2 separate regions of the Mus musculus genome follow, and region 2 is linked to region 1. Evidence: chromatin contacts called from public HiChIP or PLAC-seq data. All regions are on one chromosome and are shown on one strand. Each heading gives the region's core, a stretch centred on a gene start, on an enhancer-like site or on the middle of the called end of the contact. The rest is flanking DNA. Distances are from core to core; before and after follow the strand shown. Region 1 has its middle 17 kb from the start of Sytl2. Region 2 overlaps Sytl2 (synaptotagmin-like 2).

Evidence for each region. HiChIP or PLAC-seq counts read pairs in DNA pulled down with a chosen protein or histone mark.
Region 2: an HNF4G HiChIP or PLAC-seq map of pancreatic cancer cells shows a contact between it and region 1. The contact joins two enhancer-like sites. A contact is called at or near these places in 1 of 15 datasets of contacts at CTCF or cohesin (CD8 T cells), 9 of 484 Hi-C or Micro-C datasets (the AML12 cell line, bone marrow-derived macrophages, embryonic stem cells and 5 more), 5 of 115 datasets of contacts at active chromatin or transcription factors (CD8 T cells, double positive thymocytes, fibro-adipogenic progenitors and 2 more) and 3 of 9 other capture datasets (adipose tissue, liver and pancreatic islet).

What each region holds. Positions count from the first base shown.
Region 1 is chr7:90,283,395-90,287,352 of GRCm38.p6, forward strand. No RefSeq gene overlaps it. Among named protein-coding and RNA genes, the nearest start is that of Sytl2, 17 kb to the right of the region's middle. Within about 2 kb of position 1,932, at least 36 of the 459 cell types and tissues checked have an H3K27ac peak or open chromatin away from gene starts, as enhancers often do. A contact at or near this core is called in muscle stem cells and pancreatic cancer cells, where this site is marked.
Region 2 is chr7:90,368,785-90,372,742 of GRCm38.p6, forward strand. It overlaps Sytl2 (synaptotagmin-like 2), which reads left to right. Exons shown (of 20, transcript NM_001368878.1): 5 at 2,673-2,754. Among named protein-coding and RNA genes, the nearest start is that of Ccdc89, 56 kb to the right of the region's middle. Within about 2 kb of position 1,922, at least 76 of the 459 cell types and tissues checked have an H3K27ac peak or open chromatin away from gene starts, as enhancers often do. A contact at or near this core is called in muscle stem cells and pancreatic cancer cells, where this site is marked.

The sequences.
Region 1 (3,958 bases), core at 682-3,181:
AAAATTGCAAGTATTTAGAGGATATTTATCAAGGTCATGGTGCATGTGTACCCTAAGAATCTTGGTGTGCTAGAGACTTATTTGTTTTTTGTCTTTTAAAAATACAGTATTTTTATTCATTCTCTGAGAACATATATGCCTTCAATATATTTTGGTAATATCTCCTCCCCCCTCAGTATTTCCTTTAATTCCTCCTAGGACCACCCTAAAAACTTACCAGTAAAGGGCCTGGGATAAAATGTTGGAAGAAGACATTACATGTGTCAGAACCCATGTTAACAGTTGATTACCATTTTTTCCTAATACATCATTATCCTCATTACAATTCACGTATCTCATAGTCCCATAACCTAATTATACATGCTAATACAGAATATATATGAGAGTCCCAGGCTGAGGTAGGGAGAACCTCTGCTCTCCACTCCAGGCAACTGAAGTTCTTTGAGAAAGCCAGAAAAGGTAGGGTTTCAGGGCAGGGGAGAATAGGACCAAGTTGAAATTCTATGTTAAGTAAAGGCTTTGGGACAGGGCAGGGAAAGGGTCGGGGGTTGGAGTGTAGAGTCTGTGTGTGGCCCCTTCCCTGAACAGGTCATTTGTTGCTATGCACTCTTGCAGGAGCAAGGTTGTCCTGCCTCTGTGTAGTCCCTTGTAGAGTTGGGGCACAGGTGTTGGTCCCCCTTGAGTATCATCCCTCGTGGGATGGCTATAGTGCCTACTCAACCTTCGTAGTTCCTTTCATCAACATGAGTTATAGGCTTGCATCTATGCCTGCCCTTGCATAGGTGGCCAGGTACCAGGCCTGTCTCTGTGATGTCTACTCCAGAGAGTGGCTCAGACCAGATTTCTATGTCACAGAACACTGTGCGTTCTGATCCAAAGTTTCTTGCCTACTCAGAGGCATTCTGTGGGCCAGATCTCAGAGTGGTCCAGTGATATCTGCTCTGGGTTCTCTCAGTAAACCAGGCAGACCAGGACCTCTGCTTCTGAGCTGAGTCCTCGACTAGCCTGCTTTCCAAAATTCCCTTTCTCTCTTTGTAACTGAGACCACTGTTTTTCTGCTAATACCCATTTCTGAGATGGCAGTTGTCCAGCTGTTGTTTGCTCCCTAGAGATCCTAGCAGTTTGTGCCTGGCTGTCACCTGCCACCTTTTTTTTCTCCCGTTTTTGTTTGTTTTATGATGTTTTTGAAAAAAAAAAAAAACTAAGCCACCAAAAACTCTCCAGAGTGATACATGAATTGTTTTTGTATTTTGGATAAGATTTGACTCCGTTTTTAAAACAAAAATACCGAAAGTATCGATTTTCCCTTAATTGGCTTCTGTTTGAGGACTTATTTCTTAGCTCTTTTCCTTCCCCCTCGGAATTTTGAGGACTTATTTCTTAGTTTTTTTCCTTCCCTCTTGGAGTTTTGCACACTGGCGTGACAAATGTGTGACAAATGGCCGTCACTGCTGAAAACTCCACTCCTCAAATTCAAATATTTGCCGAGCTTATCTATTCCAAAACTGACAGATGCTTTCTATCTTTTGTTTGCTTTTTAGCTGACGTCCCTTATATGTCTCATCTTGGTGAACTTAGGCCTCTTTCTGGAGTGACTGCTTAAGCACACTGTGACTGAATCATATATTCCAGCACGGCTCACCAGCCAGTAGCTCTGCTGTTGCTAACTGACTTACTGATTTACAAACGCTCACCATCAGTACCTGTCTTGGGTCCAAGCTGAGACCCGTGAATGAGACCCAGAGACACAGAACTGAAAGCTAAGCAATAGCCACACATACTTGAGTTTGGGGAAGAGCTCTGAGGCAGACCATCTTAGCTTTATTTCTCCTAAAAAGTTGATCTAAGACATCGTATAAAGGTAGCTTAGACCGGAAGTGATCCCAAGAAGCCGGTCAGAAAGTGAAACAGGAAAAGGTGTGCTGGTGGGTGGGTCCTGTTGTGAGCAACAAGAATTCCACCTGATTTCTGATATCCTGAGCGGTCGTTTAGACAAACTTCAGGGTTGTCCCGTTGAGGGATAGGGTAGTTAGGGGATCCTTGGATTCTTGTCTTCATAGTTTGAAAGACACTTCTGAGAAACTTGTGTCTTCCTAGAGGAGAGGCGTGTACACAGTGAGATGTGTACACAAGGACTGACCCCGCACTGCCGACTGGACGAGGTGATGTGTCCAGAGTATCACTCTCAATAGAGAGTGAAGGATCTTTGATGTGATGGGCTATCACAGCTATGTACTGATGATGTAGTGGTATGGTATGCGTTGCAGATTCTGAAGGGCATATGTCCCTTTATTATTAACGCCAAGTGAAATAAATTAGTGAGATACACAATTCCCTGGTCAATTTAGTTTAATTAATTGTTTGATATCCCGCAGACAACTAGTGTTCAGAGTATAGTCTTCAACTATCACAGTCAACATCACCGGAAACTAATTAGGAAAGTAAATTCTTGGTCTCCCACCTAGTCTCTGAAGGTAGGACGTACCTTCCTACCACTCTGAAGGTAGGACGTAAAAGTCCTTGGCAAGCTCTCCAGATAATCCTAATATACATTCAAGGTCAAGCACCATGAATATAAATAACATACCATGTCAAAACACACTTTTGTGCCCATTGTGCAAAAACATAATTTTTATGCTAATTTGGGGGCAGGAACAAACTGGGTATGGAGGGTACTTTCAGGTTCCTGTCCTAGTTGGGCAGTGAGAAGCTTGGACTAATAATACAGTGACATTTAAAACTAAAAACTGAAAATAAAAGCAGTGGAATACGTTAAAAATATGCTGGACCCTCAGTATGTCAAAAATGACACACACTCAGTACATTAACAAACGCACATCCAGCACATGAAAACACTGGGTCCTTAGAGATAGCAGCTGAGCACCCTGCCTTTGTACTTTGCCTACTGTGGCTTCCCACATCCCACTGTGGGTTATCATAGTCTTAAGCTGTTTTGTTTGAGAAATACCGTTGCAGAGGACCAGGATCCCTCTGTGATACGATCTGAGACATTAGACAGACTTACCCGTGGCCTACCCAATGATTATAACCCTGAGGCTGACCTGAGGGCCACAGATCTCAACTGTGTCCACAACCTCTGCATCCAGGAACTAATGTCAACCCTAAAAAATTTTAAAGTGAGTTGTTTTTTTAATTTTTAAGATTTATTTTGATTTTAAGAGTGTTTGCCTGTATAGCAGGTATGTGCCTGGTGCCCATGGGGGTCAGAAGAAGAAGGCTTTGGATATTGGATCTTCTGGAACTTGAGTTACAGACCATCTGGGCACTGGAAATGGAACCCAGGTTCTCTGGAAGAGCATCCCGCGCTCTGAACCACTGAGCCATCTCCCCAGCCCCAACTTTAGTTCTTGTCATACTCAGTTTCAGGAGCTGTTGAGAGGACGAAATGGAAGGTCAAAGGTGAACATACTTTATAAATTGCTAAGTCCCATTTAACTGAAAGGGATTATTGTGTGAGAAATGATCCTTCCAGGTAGATTTCCTTTGTACGTGGTGCCAGTGATAAGCAGAGATGGGGAATGTAGATAGTTAAATGGTCTGTGGTTTCTCCCTTCTCTTCGAGGGATGAGGATGTAAATTTTCTTCTTAATTAAAAGCCTGTTTACCAAGATGAGTCACCTTAAAGTGGAGTCAAGGCAGCTAGTCTGGTCATTCTAAACAGTTTGTGAAAGAAGTGCCTGGGTAGTTCCCTCTAAAGAGATAATTAGTTTCTCTTAATAATTTGCTGCCAACCAAATAATAATGAGAGCCAATTTTGGAATACGTTGATTTAGCATTTCTGACTGATTACATATTCAGAAGTTTGTAGAGTAACATTAGCTGATGTTTATGGGGCTTTTCCCCAGCCCAGATGAGGTTTCTGGGAGAAAACAATCTACCACGAAGCTGCCAGAGAAGTACCCAATAGAGTGTTTCATGGCTGCAGTTTGCTATCATG
Region 2 (3,958 bases), core at 672-3,171, 85 kb after region 1:
GGTCCCCCAATGGAGGAGCTAGAGAAAGTACCCAAGGAGCTAAAGGGGTCTGCAACCCTATAGGTGGAACAACAATATGAACTAACCAGTACCACCAGAGCTCGTGACTCTAGCTGCATATGTATCAGAAGATGGCCTAGTAGGCCATCATTGGGAAGAGAGGCCCCTTGGTCTTGCAAACTGTATATGCCTCAGTACAGGGGAATGCCAGGGCCAAGAAGTGGGAGTGGGTGAGGAGGGGAGTGGGGGGGCATGGGGGACTTTTGGGATAGCAGTTGAAATATAAATGAAGAAAATACCTAATTAAAATAAATAAGTAAATAAGAAAGTGGGAAGGAGTAAGATATAATAAGGACATGTCTAGGACATGTCTGCCCCTTGGTGACAGCCAGTCTCCGTGTCTGGGTCAGACCCTCCGATTTTCCAGCTGCTTTACTTAATAAAGGAGATCATTTACACTGTGTCAGGCATCTGGTGTATACTGTTCATCAGATTTCACACTGGCCCATTTTGTGGGGAATTTATTACATTTATTTCCCCTTTCTTCCCTCAGAACCCTCCAATATACTCCCCTTTGCTTTCTTTCACATCCACGGCCTCTTTTTCAATTGTTGTTACCTGTGTGAATAAACACAACCTGTTCGGAATGCTTAATGTTACTTGTATGTATATGGTTTTAGAGTTGGCCATTATTGGATAATTAATTGGTGTACTCTTCCCGAGGAAGACTATCTCTCTTGCTCTCAGCATTCCTGTGTATGGTAGGCTTTGTATGGATGGGCTTTCCCCATTCGTGTTAGCATGGCTATTGGAGCTGTTCTTGTTCAGCTCACACTTCAGCAGCCACTCTGGTAAGACTTCGATGGGTGTAGCCTCTGACATTTCTAGGAGACACAATCTTACAACAAACTCCCTCTCTTATAGTCTTTCTGTCCCCTCTTCCACAATGATCCCTGTGTATAAGGTACAGAAGTTGTGTTATCTGTCTATCAGTTGGGGTTGGGCTGCACAGTTCTGCATTTTGACCTGTTATGTTTTTCTGTAATGGTCACTATCTGTTGCAAAGAACTTTCCTTGGTGATGGATGAAGGATAAAGTTATATGTGGGTATAAGGACAAATAGTTAAAATGTAGTTAGGAATTGTGCTAGTTTAATAGGGTGGCAATTGTAGGTTCTCCTCAAGGCCCATGGTCTACCTAGCACTGGGTAATTGGCTAGGTTCCCCTACTGACCACTTAAAGTGACACTGGAGAGAAATGGCCTCTCAGTTCTGAGGTGTTGGCCTTTCATGTGGACACCAAATTCTATCAGTGGCCATGCTTCTTTTTGACAACTTAATTTGACTTTGCGTCCACCTAGTACAGGAATAGATTTCCTATCAACTATGTCCAGATTTTGGTTCCATTACAAGTTCTTCCTGTATTTTCCGTTTCATATGTCCTGCCTTCCCCTTTCTTTGGCTTTGTGTGACGGGGCTGTAAATGACACCTCCTCCGATGTACTTTCTTTTTGGATCAATAAGGAAGGTGATGGAAGGAAGGATGATTTTCTTAAGAGCTTAATGAGAAAAAAAATAGCAGTTCAAATACAGAAATGAAACCACAAATTGCTAGCCTTGGGGTTTAGTGGCAGCAATCTTTGGCAAGGTTCCATGACCCTAGGGTGAATTGTTTCCTTGCCTGGGTTTCTGTTCCTCTGCCATGAGGGGAAAAGCCATCCCCTTCAGAGGATTTTTCCAAGCTCCTGATTCTGATGTCACTAAGAACCGGTAGAGATTGAGAGGGAGCAGCAGTTCCAGCCAACAGTGACTTCATTTTTTTTTTTTTTATGTCTATGGCAAAGCTCCCTGGAGCAAGCCTTCTCAGCAAGCAGATTTCCCTCCTGTCCTGGGATTCTGTGACCCACTTTTCTTCTTACTCATAGTCAAGGGAGTGGCCTGCTCAACTCATCATGCTCTTGGCACTCTTTGTTTACTTTCACCCCGGGGGCTGTGCAGCCTTTGGCAAGGGCATCATGGTTTAGAAAATCCTGTGGACTTCTTTCAAATAGCTGCCATCTACCCATCCCCCACTTTCTCAATGGCCTTCTGGTACTTTTCTTTTGTACCGGGGTAAGAACTCATCTATTAGCTTGTTGGAACGATGGTCATAAGAGATTGCTGTAACCCACTAGCTTTTGTGTATAGTTATCTGACTTGGTCATTCTATCTCCTTGGCAGGTCACTTGCCTTATCCAGTCTCTGCTTCAGTTATATTTTATATGTATTAGGAGGAACACTGCCATGGGATTAAGATTTTGTGACTTTATTTCAGCCATAAAGCCCATTGCTCACTTTCTCACGTGTATCTTATCTTAGATCTAAGTTTGAAACGAGTTCATTTCTGCAAGTTGAAGTTGTGAGTGAACCTCTTGTGTGCCTGTACCCTGGACGTCTTCAGGGACCCTAATAGGTGTTTTTGTCTTCTCTCATGCTGCCCTTACATCTTTGTCTCACCATTGCCTTTGTTTTGGTCCCTAATCATGGCTGGAGCCCAGTTTCTTCTCCCTTCTTGCAGTTTGATCTTGTAACCTTCCCCACTTCTCCTGTCTTAGAAGCTCTTGGCCGTGGAGCCATGATCGATGCCTCGGACAGGGTGAGATTTTATTTTCTGAGTGATGGTTTCTTTTGCAGTTCCAGTTTGGTGGATCCAGCTTCCAGTGTGATTGATATGTCCCAGGAAAGTACGAGGACTCCAGCTGTGTCTCTGCCCAAGGTAGATGGAGCCCAGATGGTTAAAATCTCATTATCGGCAAGAGTGCCAAATTTCCCATCATGTTAAAGCAAAACAAAATACAGAGACTCCTATAATTCATTGTGTGCATCAGATGTACATAATTTGGGTATTTAGTTTAAGAAGTTACTCCGGGGGTGGATAAAGTTGATAATTATTATGTTTGTGTTGCTAAAGGTCCAGCTTTCTTTCTGTCCCCAATAGTTAAACAATTTAAGGGCAGAAGAGATGGGTTGCCTTAGTGCTGAAGAGAGTTCACTGTTCATGCAGAGGACATGAGATTCTTAACTGCCTGTAACTCCAGCTCCAGAGACCCAATGCTTCTGGCTTCTGTGAGCCCCTGCATGCTCAGTACCCACCCCCATCACATACACATAATTAAACCTTAAAATTGTTTTTAGAAGAGCCAGGTGGTGACCCATCATTTAATCCCAGGCCTTGGGATGAGCAGAGAACAGACACAGTAAGATCTCTGGGAGTTCCAGGCCAGCTTAGGACGCATAGTGAGACTCTGGTAAAAAAGTGAAAGGTAAAAATCCTCTATGGCATTGCCGTTCGTGGGCTATGGAATGTGGCTTGTCCATTCTACCACGGTCCTTACTTTTAGGCATAGCTTCTCGAATGTCTCTTGGAGGTCTGTTTCCAGGAGAAACTGACTATTTGTAAAACTACAAGCAGTCATCATTTATAGTCAGTTATATTAATATGAAAAATCAGAGGCAGGAATGTTGTGAAGCCTAGGCCATTGTGTAGCCTGTGTAGGAAGGCCCTGTCTCAAAACAGCAACAAAGCCAGTCTGAACGTACTTAAGCCTGTGTTTTCAGAGTTGTCCATAGTAATGATGATGAAGCGCCTCAAGATGACTGAAGTCATCATGCAAGTAACTTTGAAAGAACGGTTATCTAATGTAGTAAGTAAGTCATGTGGTAGGAAGGGCCCTACTGAGAATCTGACCTAGTTAGAAAGCTAGGATTTCCTTGCCCTTGACCAGACCTTTACTATCAATCAGGGTCGTTGTTACCAATAAAATGCACTTCTGATCTGACTCAAAGGACTTTGGCTATGCATATACTTTATATAATTGTACCTATGTCTTTTGTATTATGCAGAGTAATTTTATGCTAACCAAACTAAACAGTTGCTCTAGGCCCTAACATGCCTAGATTGGACTGGTTAAAGCTATCAA